Linked DNA regions of Drosophila melanogaster: region 1 is linked to region 2. The links are chromatin contacts, called in public Hi-C maps. All regions are on one chromosome and are shown on one strand. The core of a region is the stretch at or near the end of the contact, and the rest is flanking DNA. Distances in the headings are between cores, read along the strand shown.

Region 1 (3,287 bases), core at 45-2,544, 38 kb after region 2:
AACATCTCTAGTACATTGATATTTGTTAAGAGTCGTTGGAATTTGTAGTTTAATAATTGGATTGTATTTCATACACATACATACATATAGGGAACGCTGTTAGGGTAGACGTGTAAACTCGAGATCATGTATATTGTATATAGAGCATTTAGCTGCGCCTCCTAAAAACACAGAATTGAACACAGCCACATGAACAGCAACCAAATCTACAAATGCAACAAGTAATCGACATTTATTTTCGAATCCGAATCAATTATTTGCTTTTGTCCTCGAATCACAGCCGAATGAAGAACTTCTAGCCAAGTAAGACACAGTTTAGCCAAGCTAATATTGTTGTATAAATACGAGTAAATAGAAAAAGCAAAGGTTAAATAAATCCAGAATTATTTCAATGGAAACACACAAGAAAGTGAAATTCTACTGTTAGTGACAAAATAAATATGAACCACGACAAATGGTAGCAATATGCAGGAAAAACATAAGGTCAAAGTAATGAAAAACTCGGTATGTTCTTATGAATGTAACACTAACGAATTAATTTAAAGTTTAATAAAACGGAATAAATGAGAATTTTACTGAATAAAAAACACAAAACAGAATTGAACAAATATATCACAGTTATTTATTGGTTTGGGTGTTTAATGTTTATGCCATATTATTACTCTTAGTCTTAATTTGTTTTATTTGTGGGATTTAAGATTTTTAAAACAATTAATGTGCCTTTTTAGAGAAGTCAAATATTTTTAGGCTTAACTTACAGGTAACATTTTTAAATTTCAAGTTCATTTGCTTTTAAAATTTCAGACTCAATTATCAGACATTGTCCACAAATTCGTTTCTTAAAATACAAATCGTTCTTAAAAGCAACAAACATTTACTTCGCATCCCACTCGTGCTGCATTTTAAATGAGAGAATCAATAACCTTTATTCATAAATCAGAGTTTGAATTGTTTATGCAGTTTAATAATTATTAAATGAAAATTTCTTAAAATTTTTTTAAACATGTAAAGGCTTTGGCAATATTATTTTATTTTAAATACTCAAAATTCTTTTTCATTCTGTTATATATATATCAATGCAGTAATTGACCCATTAGTTACAAACTGAAAACGAGGTTCACTGTTCGATTGATTTTATTCGAGCGAGCAAAAAAGTATTTTTAAAGCATTAACAAGTAAATTCCAGATCTTCCTTCCGGTTATGTTGCTAATTTTAAGTCCCAGCCCATCGCAATAACCATTAACTTGCAGCTGGGCACTTGGTATAACAGTTTATAACTCCACGGGATCGAATATCTGTGTACTGTGAGCTTAAAGCTCCGCTTGTTTGGGATCCAAGCCAGCATATTAAGCCCGATTCCAAACTAAGCTCTTGCAGTTAGCGCGCTCAACTCGAACTGAACGGAGGTCCAAAAAAAAAGAAACGAGCAATCCAAAAAAAATCGAATAATTGAAAAATCCAAAATGAACCCACTAGGAATGTTGAGCCTGGGCTTAATGGTGTGCCTTATCGGCGCCTTCAGCCGGATTGCATCGGCCAAGCTGGAGGAGAAGTTCTCGTGGAAGCAACTGGCCTTCGATTGGCCCACTCCGGAGGCCGAGGCGGAGGCCAAGTCGAATGGCCACTACATCGTGGAGAACAACCTGCCGCTGGGCGTGGAGCGTTGGCAAAACAGAATCTTTGTCACTGTGCCAAGGTAAGTAACCAAATTCATAGACAAAAAAAAAAGAGACAACAAACTTACGGTAAGCTGTAGTTAGGTTTTCTTTTTTTTTCTTATTATTTACCTTTTTTGTTGGCTTGGTTTGTAATTAAATGTCAAGCTAGACTTGCAAAATCATCGAGCGTCAGGAGGGGAAACCGGTTTCCTCGCTGGCTAGTTAACTTTATCATTTTTTACCCCATTTGTGTATGTCTATTTTGCATTTTAAATCGTGGTTTCTAAATGCAAATCGTAACATGAGGTTAATTATAAATTAATAAGAGAAAACACATGATCGGAAAATTCTATGGAATATTATGGATCCCATAAAAGGCTAACTAGGTAACTAGTAAACAAAGTCTTTGTGACGTCACCTTTTTGGGATTTACCACCGATGCGCTTATTGGCCAAAAAGCCCCGAAAACCATTCTGCTTTTCGGGAGATATGAGTAATCAAAACAAAATTCGATTTAAAAACATTTCGAAAAATAAGATACGTAAAAAAAGTATATTTTGTTGATAATACAGCATAATTATTTAAGCTATAGTTGCCGTCAAAGTTTTAACTGATAGTGCTAAGATATAAATTAAAACTATAGCTTATATTAGACTATATCCAATCAGTCATAATAATTGCGCAGGTGAATGGTACTTTTTAATGTTATTAATTTGTTACTTGCCAGTGTCAGGTTTAAATGTAATTAGTAACTAAACAAGTCTGAAATGTAAATTTTTTAGTTAATTTATTTCTCCTCATTATTAAATGATCTACTTTCCCTTTAGATGGAAGGCTGGTGTTGCTGCCACACTCAACTACATCGACATTAATTCGACGGAGAAGTCGCCAAAGCTGCATCCGTATCCCAGTTGGGAGGCCAACAAGCTGCCCATCGATGTGCAGCCACAGGACCAAAAGACACCATCCGGTGGACGTCTGGACGCGGACAAGGCTCAAGATGCCGGCATCCAGCTGAAGGACAACTCCACTGTCATTTCCACCTTCCGAATTCAAGTCGACGTATGCGATCGCCTGTGGGTGCTCGATACTGGCTTGGCCGACATCCTGGGCAGTCCCAAGCAGATTACGCCCAATTCAATCCTGGTTTTCGACTTGAAAACAGATACTTTACTGCGCCGTTTCACCATTCCCGCTGATCAGACCAAAGAGGACTCGTTCTTTGCGAATATTGTGAGTATGCATAGGCGTATTATTTAAATTCCAAACTGATCGAATTAATCAATATTTAGGTTGTGGATGCGGACCGCTCGGAGTGCCAAGATGCCTTTGCTTACATTCCGGATTTGGGTGCCTACGGTGTGATTGTGTACTCCCTGAGGAACGACAAATCCTACCGCGTCAAGCACAACTTCTTCCACTTCGATCCTCTGCATGGTGATTTCAATGTGGGCGGCGTGAACTTCCAGTGGACGGATGGCGTTTTTGGGCTGGCCGTGGGCCCAATGAATCCAGATCACTCCAAGGACATTTATTTCCATGCCCTGGCCAGTACCAAGGAGTTCAAGGTTTCGAACCGCGTGCTGCAAAACGAATCACACGTGACCGCTGGCGATTCGTATTACGAT
Region 2 (3,309 bases), core at 216-2,715:
AATATATTAATAAAAATATTAGTAACTGTTTAAAACAATTTTTTCCCGTGCTAGCTTTGTTGTTGCTGCTGGCGGCGTGTGTTCAATGAGCGCTGGTGCGTGTAAATATGTAAGAGTTGCCTTCAACCGGCTTTTTCGTGCAACTTTTTTTTTTAGTTTTTTTGTAGCAGTAGTTTTTGTTTTCATTTTTGCGCTGGTCAGTTTGGTTTGAATCATCTGGCCATATAGGAAATGAAACGGGAGATGAAGTAATCCCAACGCCTGACATGGAAATTACATAGGCAAAACGCATCACAAAAATCAACCTGATGCACACACGTCATACAAATTCAACGACAACTAAAAGGGCAGGCAGGAAAATACAGTAAAAGGAAGGGGTATTAAAAAAAATACGCTCTTTATGTACGCTTTCGCGGAAAATACAAAAAAAAGGTTTAAAATTGCTGGAAGTTGTTATAATCAATTTTCTTTTTCATGTTTTAATAAATATCGAAATATCAAAGGTTTAGTTACTCCTGTTACTCCTGTAAGGGTAATAAAACATTGTGTTGGGTAATACTAAAGGGAAAATGTGCATTAGAAATTACCAACACAATTTTCCCGCTCCCACCCACACATACACCCATCACACATACGTTTGAGGAATGGCGGACTCCCTCTTTAGATGTTTGGGAATTTTTTTGTTTGATCTATCATATTTTATTTTTAGTTCTCGGTGTCTTTTAAGTCTCGGCAATCAGTTTGTTACCCAAAAAAATAAATAATTTATTATCCATTGTTCAGCATTCTATTTTTGCTTGAGTATACCAAACTATTTATTTACATATCTTATTGAATTTTTGATAATATGGATTTTGGTATTTTTTTATTTATATTTCTACAGAGAAACTTTTATTTGTATTGCTTCAGAGAAACTTATTTATTTTTGTTATTGTATTGCACTGAATATTTCGCACTTTAGTTGCAAAAAAATAAATTGCAACATTTAATTGCAACCAAGTTGATTAACTTTTTTATGTTTAAGGCAAAAATTTGCTGGCTTTAATTATATTTTATGTGCGCGCAAATTGTTAAGGTTTTTCGACACTGTTGTTTGTTTTAAGCTTTTTTGTTTTATTTTTGCAGACAACCACGAGGAGCAAAGCATAAATAACTAGATGAGCTTCAAACTTAATACCGTTATTTGCGTTATTATAACGCGGCTTTTGCGGTTTCTTTTTGTTTTGGCAAACTTATTTCGGCTTGAATTTTCGATTTTTGATTTTTCTCCACTTTTACGAACACGGTGGTTTTGTGCATGGCATAACACACAGACAAAACAAAAGCAAACAAATAAAAACACAATTCGATTTCGTCTTCGCTGCCTCTCGTTGTTTTTTTGTTGCAACTGATTTAAAATGCGCAGGCGCGGCGGCGACTTACAAAAATCTGCGTCCGTTTCGAGAGCTTGCCGTCGATCAACTGAACGCCGAGAGCGGTGAGCAAAAGACAAAACCTTCCCAAAAGAGAGCAACAGAGCGCCAAAGCTCCAAAGCGATGGGAGCTTTTTGCTCGACCGCTAATTGCAGGCTTAAGTGAGTGTGAATTTATGAAGCAGTCATGTCGGAAAGTCAGAAAATCAAAAAAAAAATTATTAAAATAAAAAATATCAAAAAATCCGACAGGGAACTTGGGCTATATCGCCAGGGCTATTCCTGATCAGGGACCTTGTCCGACTCTAGGCTGCCACACTTTCCAACCGCAAACTGGTTCATCTTGGGCCTGGCCTCACACTAAATTCACAGCCGAGCGGCAAATTATATACTTTAATCAGCCGGGCGAGAATAGCATTGGCACCTGTCACGAGGAGAAATAATATTAGTATAAACAGCTGTGCTCCGAAAATATTAGAACTTGCATTGTTACAAAAAAGGAAACAAAATAAAACTCTCAAACGTAATTTTATCATCTGACATTTTAATTTGGTTGATATAAATTAAGGCCCACTTAAAATATTAATGTATAATGCATTACTGGACATAAAAACAAAAGATTTATTTATAAGGTAGTATGTTAAAATGAGACATTTATTATTAAACCAAAATAAAACTTAATGAAACGTAATTGCATTGTATAATCAAAAATGCAATCGTTATAATATCAAAATTTCAAATTTTAAATTGCAATTTCCACTTTTCATACAACATTCTTTAATTTAAACAATTATGTCAGAAAAAATAGGTGCCAAATATTGGATAATATTAAAACGAATCCTCAAAAACTCCATCTTCGCAGCATTCCAACTTAAAAACCCCCAATACTTTTTCCTTTATTTAGTTATTTGCCAGCTGCTACTATTGCTAATTCAATTAGCATAGAGACCCGTCTGGTAATTAATATTTAATTTGCTAATTGAATTTTTACTAGCGACTACCGTGCCACGCACCAACGCCAAGCCAAATCACCAAGTTAGCCTCCGTGATCTCTGTTTATGTCCAGTCAATCCATCCGACTTGTGAATCTCGACAGTTGCAAATTTGGCTGGTCGACGCCAAAGCCACTTTTCAGCCGCAGTATGCTAGATCTTGTTGTCTTTGCCTTAGTAGTGAATCTTTTATGATGTGCAAAATTAGCCATAAAAACATACATAAACAAAAATGTAAATATTGCTGTAAAATCAGTAATTCATTATACGTAAGGCTCTCTAGAGTTTAGCCGATGTACTTAGTCTTTGGATTTAAAAAAGTATTATTCTGTGTTTGGAAAAAAATGTGGTGCTTAAAGCTGGCTGAAAAACTTCTAAAGTCGTATAACTATTTTTACAGCATGCAATTTATAAAGGAAGTATCTAAACTACTGAAATATTTACTTTATGTTAAAAATGCTTCGAAAAAGGTTTTTAAAACTGGTGTTTAGTTTTTTTTTTTTGCTTATTGGCAAACGGACTTCATCATAATCGATTCCCTAGCTACGAATAAACTTCCGCTACGCAGTCCAATGATTCATTCCCATTAAAATAAATATCTTGGGGCAAACCAATTCTTTTGACTGCTCTCACAGTGAATTCGTACACATGTTTAGTCACCACGAGTTCGTCGCCAAAGTCTTTTGTTCTAGCGTCATTTATATGCAAACCTATCACCTTGATGGGCGATAAAAACCAGAAAAGTCTGAAAAACATAAACAACAGCATCCCGGACCAGTGCAGCAAAGCGGTGACCACAAAGTTGAAATTAACGAAAATTCGCGCGGCAAGGTCAGTTCAAAGCGGTCAACGACTGCAGGCCGCACGGGAATGGCCAACATGAAATGCCCTTTTTCGAACAACAA

The links. Hi-C and Micro-C count contacts between places; a contact is called where the count stands out from the background.
Region 1: a Hi-C map of the OSC cell line shows a contact between it and region 2, with 6 times the contacts expected there. The contact joins the promoter of yellow-c here to the promoter of mol in region 2. A contact is called at or near these places in 25 of 107 Hi-C or Micro-C datasets (the Kc167 cell line, the OSC cell line, the Ras3 cell line and 11 more) and 4 of 6 datasets of contacts at active chromatin or transcription factors (the Kc167 cell line and the S2 cell line).

What each region holds. Positions count from the first base shown.
Region 1 is chr2L:15,034,100-15,037,386 of dm6, forward strand. It overlaps yellow-c (yellow-c,), which reads left to right and starts at 1,295. Exons shown (of 3, transcript NM_001299018.1): 1 at 1,295-1,697; 2 at 2,487-2,892; 3 at 2,952-3,287. The coding sequence starts at 1,465. It overlaps GABA-B-R1 (metabotropic GABA-B receptor subtype 1), which reads left to right. Exons shown (of 16, transcript NM_001259104.2): 16 at 1-605. CIAPIN1 (Cytokine induced apoptosis inhibitor 1) reads right to left here. Exons shown (of 4, transcript NM_080199.3): 3 at 2,476-3,287; 4 at 2,194-2,421.
Region 2 is chr2L:14,996,094-14,999,402 of dm6, forward strand. mol (moladietz) reads right to left here and starts at 1,466. Exons shown (of 6, transcript NM_165094.3): 1 at 1,423-1,466.